2 separate regions of the Danio rerio genome follow, and region 2 is linked to region 1. A link is a contact called in public HiChIP or PLAC-seq data. All regions are on one chromosome and are shown on one strand. The core of a region is the stretch at or near the end of the contact, and the rest is flanking DNA. Distances in the headings are between cores, read along the strand shown. Region 1 holds the start of mlh3 (mutL homolog 3 (E. coli)). Region 2 holds the start of ctdsp2 (CTD (carboxy-terminal domain, RNA polymerase II, polypeptide A) small phosphatase 2).

Region 1 (5,791 bases), core at 1,781-4,280:
TCTGCTGTCTGTCCCTGAGTTAAAGGCTCTTTCTGCTCTGGGCTTGGGCAGAAAGGGAAGTACAATGTCTGATTGAAATGGATAACACCTGTACTCAAAGCCTAAGAGCAAAGAGAAGCTGTTTATAATAAAAGACATCTGCACATTACTGATCCAAAAACGTCTCACTGCATTTCCCGCACCTGCTTTTGAAATAACACTGACCGCCATGTTAGTGACATCTGTGGTACATGGCACTTGAGTCTCCTCCATAGGGGGAGAGTTGTACTTGCTGAGCCCTGTTACTTGATTGATATAAACCAGCTTTCCTAACCAGCTATCGTAATGAGCCAACCAGCTGTTGGACACTGGGATTGATTCAACACTTTCGTTTGTAGTCTGACCTTCATTTCCTGCAATGCTGTGTTGAGGATCACGCTGAGAGGCAACGCTGGCTTCATCAACACTGCTCTCATTTCCAATAAAGAAAGTCACATTGTTGTTGAAGAGGTGCGATTCTTCTGCAACAGATGGTAATGCTGTGTCCTGTTCAATAAGAGGAAAGTCAACAGAATCAACAATTCCAGATGATCCAAATAAAACATCTTCATCTAAGAGGGTTTTTTCTAATTCTTTAAAGCATGAGTCTTGTGAGGGTGGGAAAGATGAAAGGTCCCGTTTAAGGAAGTTTGAATCTCTGCAGAGCTCTTTGTCCTGTTTTAAATAGGAACATTTGGCAGCTAATGATATTTTGTTTTTCTTGTTCAGCGATGAAGATTCAGTAGATCTGTGTGTAGTAGGATGACCTGAACTGTTCCTCAATACTGGATGGTGTAGATCATCCAAACACGATGTAGATCCTACAAAGCGGTCATTGGGATTTGGATTTAGAAGGCTTGTTTTTTCTGTGCTTGGTTGTTTTTTCTCAGCCTCTTTCCCAAACAACCTTTTGAACTTGTCAAGAGATCCCGTTTCAAAAGACAGGGTTAATTTACGAGGTGGTGTAGCTTTAAATGTCTTTGAGGGACCACCATAAAAAACATGTTTTTCTTCTTCGGTGTCATTTAACGGCATCCTTCTCTTTTTTGGAGAGGTTTTATTTGGGGTGTAGAATTTCTGCAAACTATCTTGTGCTTCTGGAAGTGAAATCTTGTGCGATTTGCTTCCCATCACATTTTTGTTTACAGCAAGCGGTGAATCAGTATGGCTTATATTTGAACAAACTGCATTTTCATCTTCTTCGTGGTTGTTATTAATTTCAGCAGCACCAACAAGTGTGGTCTGAAAAGGCAAATCTTCACTCTGAAGTGCTTTTCCTTCATCAGATTCAGTGTATATTGATTCCTGCTCTAACATTTGCACACCATCAGCGACGTCCACAACACTTGAATCATTTTTCTCAATCATCGTTTCACATGCTTCATTTGTTTCCTCAGAACTGCGCTTTTGTTTTTCTGAGCTTTCTGCATTTCTTACTGGACTACATGGTAGACCATCATTACTGATCGTGTTTAACTCCGACACCAGGTTTTCTTTAGTAAGGAATGCCTTTACCCCTTCTTCAATGCAGATGAGCACATTATCCCAGTCTTTGAACTCTATCAGAGACTTGGCTGGTTCGAGGCATATGTCATACTCTGAGTAATGACATTTGATATTTATCACATAAATGCCATGGAGATCATATCCTCCCTTCTGTTTGGGGCTGGATGTTACCGGATATGAGGTTGGGCTGTTGTTTTGCCTTGCAGCACCGCTTACTCTCTTTAAAAGGCAGTTTAGTGTTTTATGAATGCGTGTCTTTAAAAGAAGCCTCTCATTTACAAATAAAAATTGCAAACTGTTGTTGTAATGGCCCTCACGGCCTATATGACCGGTTATTTGGAACTGCTCGTGCTCATAATTGACTTCTCCAAGCTTTTGGGCTCGATTTAAGCCATGAATTTGGACAAACCTATAATAGGTACTGCTTGTTTTAGAGAGCTGCACCATCATGTGTGCTGAATTTTCTTTTTTCACTGTGAATGACACAGATGGATGCATTAAAGATATGGCCTCCACTCTCTGACGGATTCGTTCGGTTTCTAAAACAGGATCCATTCGCTTTCTACGGACTGGCATGTTGTGGAAGAGATTGTAGACTGAGACGGTCGTCCCTGCAGAAGGGCGAACAGTTTGAGCTTCGAAAACCTCCAATGCATTTGTTTCATTAAAGGATTTAACATACGTTTTCACAGACTGCTTAGTCCTAGATGATATTTCCACCATTTCTGCAAGGGAAACTATACTGGAAATGGCTTCTCCTCTGAAACCATAAAAATGAAGATTATCCAAATCCTCCAGGGAGCTGCATTTGCTTGTGTTGTAGCGCAGTCCAACTTTCTCCATGTCCTCCAGGCACATTCCTGAGCCATTGTCAATGACCTGAAGCTTGCAGGCCTCTATGTCTATTTTGACAGCCACACATGTTGCTCCAGCATCAATGCTGTTTAATATGAGCTCCTCCACACACTGCTGCAATGAGAAAATAGCAACACCAGAGCGCAGCTGTGCTTGAACATTTATGGGTAAACTCTTGATCATTCTGAAAGACAAAAGTGTTAAAACAATTTAATGCACAGTGAGAAAAAAAGTAAATAATAATAATAATAAACTATTAAATGAAAAGAACGACGCTCGTTAAGTAAAGAATTGGCATTATTTGCATTATTAATTTAACTTAAGAAGCGTCAATACCTTTTTGGTCGGTTTTATGATGTAATTTGTGACAAAAAAGCAGAAAATAGTCGCCTGTGAGCTTTGACAGTTGCCATGTAACAACACCGGCGAATTTGCTGTTATTGTCGTAACGTTACTACAACTCGGTCCTTTTAAAACGCCGGTTTCCTCTACAGCTCAGTGTAACAGGGCACTTCTGTAATGTGATATAAACAACGTCCGTCCTACATTTGATTCGGTAATTCATTTAAGCAGTACAACCATTATTTGTGTTGCGTTTACAAACTACTTTCACCCAAAACAACGTGAATTGCACCGGAAGTGACGTCGAATGAGGAGAAGCGGCGTGAAGCAAGCGACTGGAGAACGTCACAAATAAAAGACTTTATAACGCCGATAAATTTTAATCTTTTGTTAATATTTTAAATGTAATTTATAAAAAATATATAAACCTATGTTTTTATGTTTTTCTTGCAAAGCAATGGCCATTTCAATAGAAATGGAAAAATATTAAATAAACCTATAAAGATATTAAAAGCAAGTTGCACGTAAACATTTTTTTCTTTTTTCTTTTTTCTTTTTTTTTTTTTTGAACTTTACTGAATAAAGTAAACAATACTACTTTAAATGGCCTGGTGCAAAATACAAACCTCCTTAATCAGACAACAGACAAGCTTAATAAACAAAATGTAATAGAGAAAAAAAAAAAAAAAAATATATATATATATATATATATATATATATATATATATATATATATATATATATATATATATATATATATATATATGTATATTCCGCTGTGGCGACCCCAGATTATTAAACGGACTAAGCCGAAAAGAAAATGAATGAATGAAAAAATATAGGGTTTTTCAGCAAGTTCAAGTTGTTCTATTAAATCACATAGAATTGCAGCATTCTTTTTCTTCAATTTGCTTAAGCTATAGAAAATAAAGACATAATACCTTGTGAAATACATAAGATTTGGGAGAAACTCTTAAGAACCTATTCTAATGTAAAAAAAAATGTAAAAAAGAATTTCCCAAAAATAATAATTGTGTTAATTGCTAAATTACCAAACAGTACATTTTCTTTTGTTGAAGCATGAAAATCTTCAAACTTAGAAAATAACCAATAATGTAAATCTTCCCAAAAGGCACAAGCAAATTAACAGTCATAGAAAAGATGCTCTGTAGTCTCAATTTGATCATCACAAAAGGAACAATTGCTTTCATCAAAACCAAATCGCAAAAATCTTTAGAAGGATAGATTCCATTTGGAATTTAAAAATGGACTTCCTTTACTTTTAGTGCCACTGGGAACTTTAAATATTTACTTCTAAGCATTTAGTTTTTCCTTAAAGAAATAATAAAATAAAACATTTGTATTTGAATGAAAGGGATATAGTTCTTTATTAAAAAATATTCCGGATTATGGTATTGGATAAGTGGATATTCATATCCATACACTCCATTCACCAAAGGCTGAGGAAGACAAGGTGTTATATTATTTTGAGATTACAAGACATCTGCAATAAAGATTGTGGGATAGCTTTGATGATATTAGTTGTACGTAAACTAATGCTATACTAACGCCTACCAAATCATAAATATAAGCTTCCATCAGTTAAAATATAATAACAGTATTGTTATTTTCATTTTATTTTAGCAATTTGATTACATTAGATTAATCAAAACAATCTCTATATATATGTCAAATGTTAACGTTTTATTTTAATTTATAAATTAAACAAATCCCTTTTTATTACAAAAATTCTAATATGAATTTGATTATTTTTACCCAAAACTAATAATTAAAAAGGTTTTCAAGTTTTTTATTTAATTAAAGATTGAAAAGTCTAAAAGGATTGCAACATTACATTTTATACAAAAAAATTACATAAACTTATGTTTAAAATTATGAATAAATGTAGTTTGCAGCGGTTTTCATTAACAAAACATAAGTTTTACTCAAACACATGACTTTAATGTTGTTTAGAGCATTTTTCTCTTGTTGTTGTTGTTGTTACATAAAATAATAAAAACATGCCATATTTTCAGGCATATTTATATTCCTCTTTACACAAAACAATACAAGTAGTTTCAATCCAGAAGAATTAAAAAAATATTTGGTGGAACAAGCTTAATTCTCAGTCACAACAATTGAAAACACTATGTCATTTTATTTTTAAAAAGCTCTAAAATAGCTCGCATCAACCCATCTAATGACCTCGAGTGCAACAGGTTCAGCAACTCTAATTCATATGTTTTGGTCCTGTCCTTCCCTGCTTTCTTTTTGGAGGAGAACATTTATCTCGTTTTCTGTTATTACAACTGTTGAAATTCCACCTTGTCCATTTATTAGTTTATATGGGGTTCTGCACCTGGCCACTCTTTACCCTCTTACTTTGCAGACTTTGTAGCCTTCTTAACCCTTCTGGCTAGGCATTTAATTGTTCTGAACTGGAAGAGCCCTTACCCTCCTTCCCACACTTGCTGGATAAGAAATGTTCTTAATTTTAAGAAATTAGAGAAAAACTCTCTTCACCGATCTAACACTGTTTTCAATAAACTGTGGAAACCTCTTCATGAACATGTCCAAACTTTTTAGCTTGACCCCAACTTCCAGCTAGGTACTGGATACTTGTTTTGGTTAGCACGCCAGACCTGTATTTTCTGTATATAAGATTGCAGTAGTGTTTTTTACATACTCTTCAGTGTATTTGATTATTGTTACATGTTTTTGTTGTCCTTTGTTTTTTACCTTTTTATAATGTGTTTTTCATTCATTCATTCATTTTCTTTTCGGCTTAGTCCCTTTATTAGTCTGGGGTCGCCAAAGCGGAATGAACCGACATGTTTTACAATGTATAAATAAAACATTTTAAAAAGCTCTCAAAACAATATCAATAAAACAATATGAAATATTAATACGCAAGATATAAAAGAGATTTTTTTTATCTGAAGAAAAAGTTTTAATTCAACAAAATATTGCGATATAACAAAATCTGTAATAGCAATACTCTTACAGATTTTGTTATATTGAAATATTTTTTATAAATGTGCAAAGAAAAACAATGCAATTAAAAATTCTG
Region 2 (5,791 bases), core at 2,117-4,616, 93 kb before region 1:
AAAGATGAAAAACCCCTAAATAAGTGTATTCAGTCAAAAATTGTGGTTACAGAACTGTAATTTTTGCGACAATATCTTAAATAAAAAATAATAGTACCTAACAGCGTGCTGTGTGATAGTTAATACTATACTATTAATAATGAAAAGAAATAAACCATTATTAATAAGGTTATATTTTACGCTGATAAGGTCTTGTCAGCATCTTCATGATACCTTTATACTCTTTTATAAACATTGTTCAACTAGAACAATCCACTGCCTTAATTAACAGAGCAAAGAGTTCAACAATTCTTCATTGGAAACAAATACATAACAATTTGATCTCCATTATTAAAACTTAAGTGATTTAATTTAACAACATAGGAGAATAGATTAAGATGCCTTTTCAGATATAGGTGACAACAAACATCTTTTCTTTCGGTTTGATATGTTTTACACTAACTTTATTAGGCACTTTTGTCCATTTATGTACGTCTCTGATATTATGTATATAGTTTTTTTCTTTTTTATACTTATTTACAGGTTTCTATATGCATATATATTCATATATGTGTGTTTGTTTATGTGTGAATACATAAATTTGTATTTTTTTAATTTTGTTACATATTGTTATCAACCATGCATTGAACCAAGTCAGTGTTAACGAATTCTGCACCATTGTTGATAACCATGTTTACTAAAAACACATAAAAAAAATTTAAGTAAAAGAAAGGTACTATTAGGAACAAAAAGGTTTCTGATTACTGATACATTATATAGATTATTGGTTCTGCTATTGTTAAACCCTAATTTGTTTAATTTGTTTATATCCATATTTGGTAAGTATGTAGCTAGAGATAAAGTAATTATGTTACTATTAAGTCAGCAACGTTTATAACACACCTTTTAGCTTAAATACACATTCAAATGTGTAGTGTTATTTTTATATGTTTCCTTTTAATTATATTTGTTTAAAATAACAGTTTGATATTATGAGCCCAAGCAATATTTAACATTCCCTGTCTTTTGTTGCAGAGTTGCAAAAACTGAACACTTTTTTTCAAAAGCAGAACATGTTTTGGAACTCTAGCTTACATTTATTTTAGTCACATATCTGACATCTGCCCAACTTCCACATTTCGAAAATGTAAACAGTGGTACCATTCTTGTTTATGTCTTGGTTTTGTGGTATAGAATTGGTCCCATTTGGGAATATTCAGGAATAGATTTCCAACACAGGAGTTCTGGGCAGCGCTTAGACTCATAAAAACTGTTGCTCTTTTATCACTTACATTTACTATCCTCTACCTCTGTTCATTTAACTTAAAGATTACAAAAATATAGACATAACACAATGGATTACATTTTCATTCCAAAAAAAAATTGAAGCCACCATAACTACCAAATAAATGTACAAAATTCCTAAATGATTACATGTAAATCACATTTCACATTTCTGGGTTTCTCAGCAGCATAAGTATTTTTTTTGCAATCCCATTTGCTGATATAATAAAAGAAAAACACCACGATGGTGTTATAAAGACTTTCAGAGAAAGGGGGAAAATAGTGTGAGACTGATGACAACAAACAAATTTACTCTCAGCCCGATAGATGCTGCATTACAATCGTCTCACATAAGTAGTAATTCGTTTTTTGTAATTTGATACAAAGATGATATATAATACATAAATAAATGCATATAAATCTTCATACATTTTTCAATTTATATATAAAATATGTATCGTTTACGTATTGAGCATTTATGTTTTTTAAATATTAAAATCCTTCAAGGATTCAATTCTTGGTCAAAACTTCTTTACACCACTGCAGAGTTTTTGCCGTTTTTAATGACTATATTTTATATTGTGACATGAAATATTCTTATAAAAGCATTCAAGTTGCAAATGATAACATCGTCAGCATGTTTTGTTCTTTTTAATTATTATTTTGAACTTCAAACACTGAAACATTAAACATTCATCAGACAACATTTTTATTTGCATTCATTTTTTTCAGTAGTTAAAATATGTTTATTTGTTTATTCAAAAGAACTTAAAATGATAATTTAATAACTTTATTGTGCAAAAGTTTATTTATTTTATAAATGTACACACGAACATGTCTTTAATTCATTTTAGCTTTAGATGAAACAAACAAATTACTTTAGGCTGTAATTGATGCAAAAGATTCAATTATTTGCAGAATGACTCAATATTCTTACCAAAGCATTACATTTATGGAAACAGTTTATATTATTTTGTTGATTATTAATTAATTCATGAATTTATTTATTTGTTTTTTGTTTAGTTTAATGACAGAGACATTGAAAAATTTTACATTCTTCAATCAAAATTTACATTTGCATCATTTTTTGCAGAAATACAACATTTTGCACTCAATGATTTAGTATTTCTCTTTGAATAATAATTTTATTAATAGCTTGATTGTGCTCTGGGTTATTTAGGTATAAACAAACAGTAAAGTATCCCTTTAATGAATTTTAGATTAACATTGTTTTTTATTATTATTCTAGCTTTTTTTACATTTTAATTTTGCAATTGTATTTTTTGCAAAAAAAATTGTTATTCTATCATTTATTTTTTATTAACTTATTTATTTTTTTATGTAGAGTACAATTGTCCTTACCATACATTGTTTTTTCACACCTATATTTGATTTGATTACTTTATGCTTGTCTTATGTAAGACCTACTTTGTTTGTATATTTCTTAGGATAAAAAATGCAAATCATTTCTGGGCTATTCAGTTATTTCGGACAGATACTGTTCAATGTATAACCTCAATTAATCCTCACCATCATCATCATCAATGCCGCATTGATGATGAAGACGAAGATCAATAGAAAAACCATTAAACCGTATCTTTCTGATGCTATCAATTCAAGCCCATCACGCGTTTCCTTCACAATTTCCTCCTTATTAAATTAGCATTCCGACAGTGTAATTTAGATTTAACACGACTCCAGCTTCTGACTACTGATTTGCGACAAATCCAGCACTGGAATGTTTTCGGTATGGAGTGTGCAGAACAGAAGAATGCTTCAGCTACTCCCACTTCTAGGAGATCCAATCCGAAACGACCAGCTGTTTCAAGGCGCCCCTCAGAGTCCGTCCAAAGCAAAACAATACACGGAAAAACATAAAAATCGTCGATGTTCGCCTATTTTAGCGTTTTATCTTCTTAAACGGCACATCTGATCGTATTGGTGGTGTCTTTTCCCGAAATACTGTTTTGGAAATAGCCCAGCTACGGGGTTGTTTATCTGTAGTAAGGGGAACTTGAAACCGTCCCTGCCCCATGTCCTCGGTTGTTTTTCTTCTTTCGCCTGGATTCTCCATGTTGTTGGAGAAAAAGTGAGGGCTTTACCTAGACTAGAGGGGGCTATGGATAAATATACAAGCGATAAAGTAAACCGAGACGCGAAGCCTAGAAAATAGCAGATAAGAAAAAACACAACAAAGTGTCATGCCCCTCCCATGTGGAAGAGAATAGAAGGCGGGAATAAATAAATATCAAAATAATTTGTCGCTGTAGGTTTGAGATTGTTTGCGCCAACGGAAATTATTCATTTCAAGCCTCGCTAGCTTTTAATGCCACTAAATGCGGACCGACTGTTTGTCGCTGGAAAAGGTTGGTTGGACGTTGAGGGCTGTGCGTTTGTTAGATGGAAAGTTCTATCATCACTCAAGTGCAGAGAGAGGATACTCGGTTGTCTTCGAAAACAGGTAGGCAAAGCTCTGTCACTTGCTAAACGGCGCTGTCAACTCTTTCTGATCGCGCATTTTCTGTCTGCCATTTTCGCGTCACTCTCTTCGATGTGCGATTCGAACTCGTTCGATGCTCTCGCGGTGACAGTTATTTGTCATATCGTGCTGACTGACATGTCAGTTCTGAGCGGAATTCGTTAAGTTCCGACCGTTGGAACTTAACGAAGAATTTCGCTTCGTATGACGAAATACGCGCTTTCTTTTGTTTGTGGCTTAAATCTGTGCCTAACTTAATTTGTATTATTTACACGCTTTTCCGTTGCAGTCAAGCATTGCTGAATGTTTACGTAATGTGATCAGTTTTAAAAGGATTTCTAAAAGACGACACTGCTTTTCTCTCTGTTAAAATTGTGTTTTTCTATTAATTTGGGAACATTGTGTAATGTGTAATTAATTATGTATTTATTAATTTAAATAATTATATATGTTTAATTATATACTCTAGCTCCTTTACACAATGAATACAATTTGGCACTTGAAAACATACTGTAAGCAATGCTGCGAATATATTTGGTGTTGTTTCCTCATTTGTGAGCGTCTTGGTTAATGTATAATTTAAGCGACATCTTGTTTTAACGTTATGCAGATTGTGATGTAAAACATTTCCTTTTTAATTGACTTAACTTACTTACACTCGCGAATGTCACACTCTAACCGAAGAGAAACTAGGTGAAATATCGAGCTAAAATGTGGAAAAACACGGGCCTAATGGAGAGCGCAAGGTGCCGCGCTGGAATGCACAACACACCCCTCGGCACACGCCCTCCATCTGCCGCGACGAGCTCACGTTTAAACCTCAACGGTTCACGAAGGCCTTTTCTAGACGTTTAACGAGTAAAATGTCGCGCTGTTACGCAGAAAATTGCATAGTAACTATGTTGTAACCCTTTACTTACTACCTGATGGGCCAGTGTGTGTCCTCATGGTGTTTTGGTGTGCAGTTGGGACTGGTGTTTATCGTGTGTTGTAAATATGCGCAGAGCTGCGCGCTTATTATAGAGCTGACGCAAACGCCTTGTAAACACCGGTCCTTCTAGTGTGACTCTACAGCACTGGTGTCAATTAGGCTATTATTACAGATGTTTACGATCTCTGTATTCGTGACTTACGAGCAGCCATAATGTTGGGAAAACAGCCAAGTCGAGTGTGCACAAATTCCTTGAAGACCCCTTGAACTCGCTTCATATTTGCTGGCATGCAGTGCAATGTGTGACTTTTTGTATTTGTGACAGTCTCAGAAATGAGGATGTGAATTGGTGCAGTAGTTATGTGTAATATTGTTCAATCAATTTGATTTGTGTATATGTGTTAAAATATATGTGCAAATCATACAGTAGACTGTGTAAGAGAATATTTGTCTTATGATGAGTGAAAATCATTTTTTTTTATTATTCAGTAAAACAGATGGTGTAACCAAGTCAAAGCATCAAATTGTTTATTTTCACCTCACATACGTGAGTGTATTTAACAATATTTTCTTGTTTTCCCAATTTGAGAATGTGATGTATTTTTTTAGTTACAAATATCAAAGGTGCTTAAAATTAAAAGATATCTAGTATTTTTAGCAAACTAAATGGCTGTGATTTACAGTCATCAGGTGTAAAGGGTCTTGTGTTTTATGACAGGACAACAAAATGGCTTCCTGCTTCATGTTGCGCCACACTGACTTAAGTTTTTTTTTTTTAATTAATATTATTTTTAAGAAATATGTTTATACATAATTATTTATGGCACATCCTATAGAAAACTTTTTTATTTAAAAAAAATTCTTGTCACTCTTCTGACAGCTTTACCACTCACAGATTTTTCATTAAGACATACAAAAAAAGTTCACAAATTGAAAACATTCAGCATTGCAGAAGCCATGTATTCATGCTGTTTGAATTGCATTTTCTAAAGTATTTTGCATAACTGCGCAAGGGCATGTCACACCATTGATCCTTAACCAGATGAGAAGGTTTGCAGTATTCTTTGAAAAGTTTTTTTATGTAAAGCCTATATAACTTTATGTAATTAAAATAATTA

The links. HiChIP or PLAC-seq counts read pairs in DNA pulled down with a chosen protein or histone mark.
Region 2: an H3K4me3 HiChIP or PLAC-seq map of gastrula embryo shows a contact between it and region 1, with 2.6 times the contacts expected there. The contact joins the promoter of ctdsp2 here to the promoter of mlh3 in region 1. A contact is called at or near these places in 3 of 18 Hi-C or Micro-C datasets (embryo, hematopoietic stem cells and an unstated tissue) and 3 of 4 datasets of contacts at active chromatin or transcription factors (caudal fin, embryo and gastrula embryo).

What each region holds. Positions count from the first base shown.
Region 1 is chr23:27,528,204-27,533,994 of GRCz12tu, reverse strand. It overlaps mlh3 (mutL homolog 3 (E. coli)), which reads right to left and starts at 3,030. Exons shown (of 12, transcript XM_691647.9): 1 at 2,716-3,030; 2 at 384-2,563. The coding sequence starts at 2,562.
Region 2 is chr23:27,621,886-27,627,676 of GRCz12tu, reverse strand. It overlaps ctdsp2 (CTD (carboxy-terminal domain, RNA polymerase II, polypeptide A) small phosphatase 2), which reads left to right and starts at 3,366. Exons shown (of 7, transcript NM_199544.1): 1 at 3,366-3,724. The coding sequence starts at 3,664.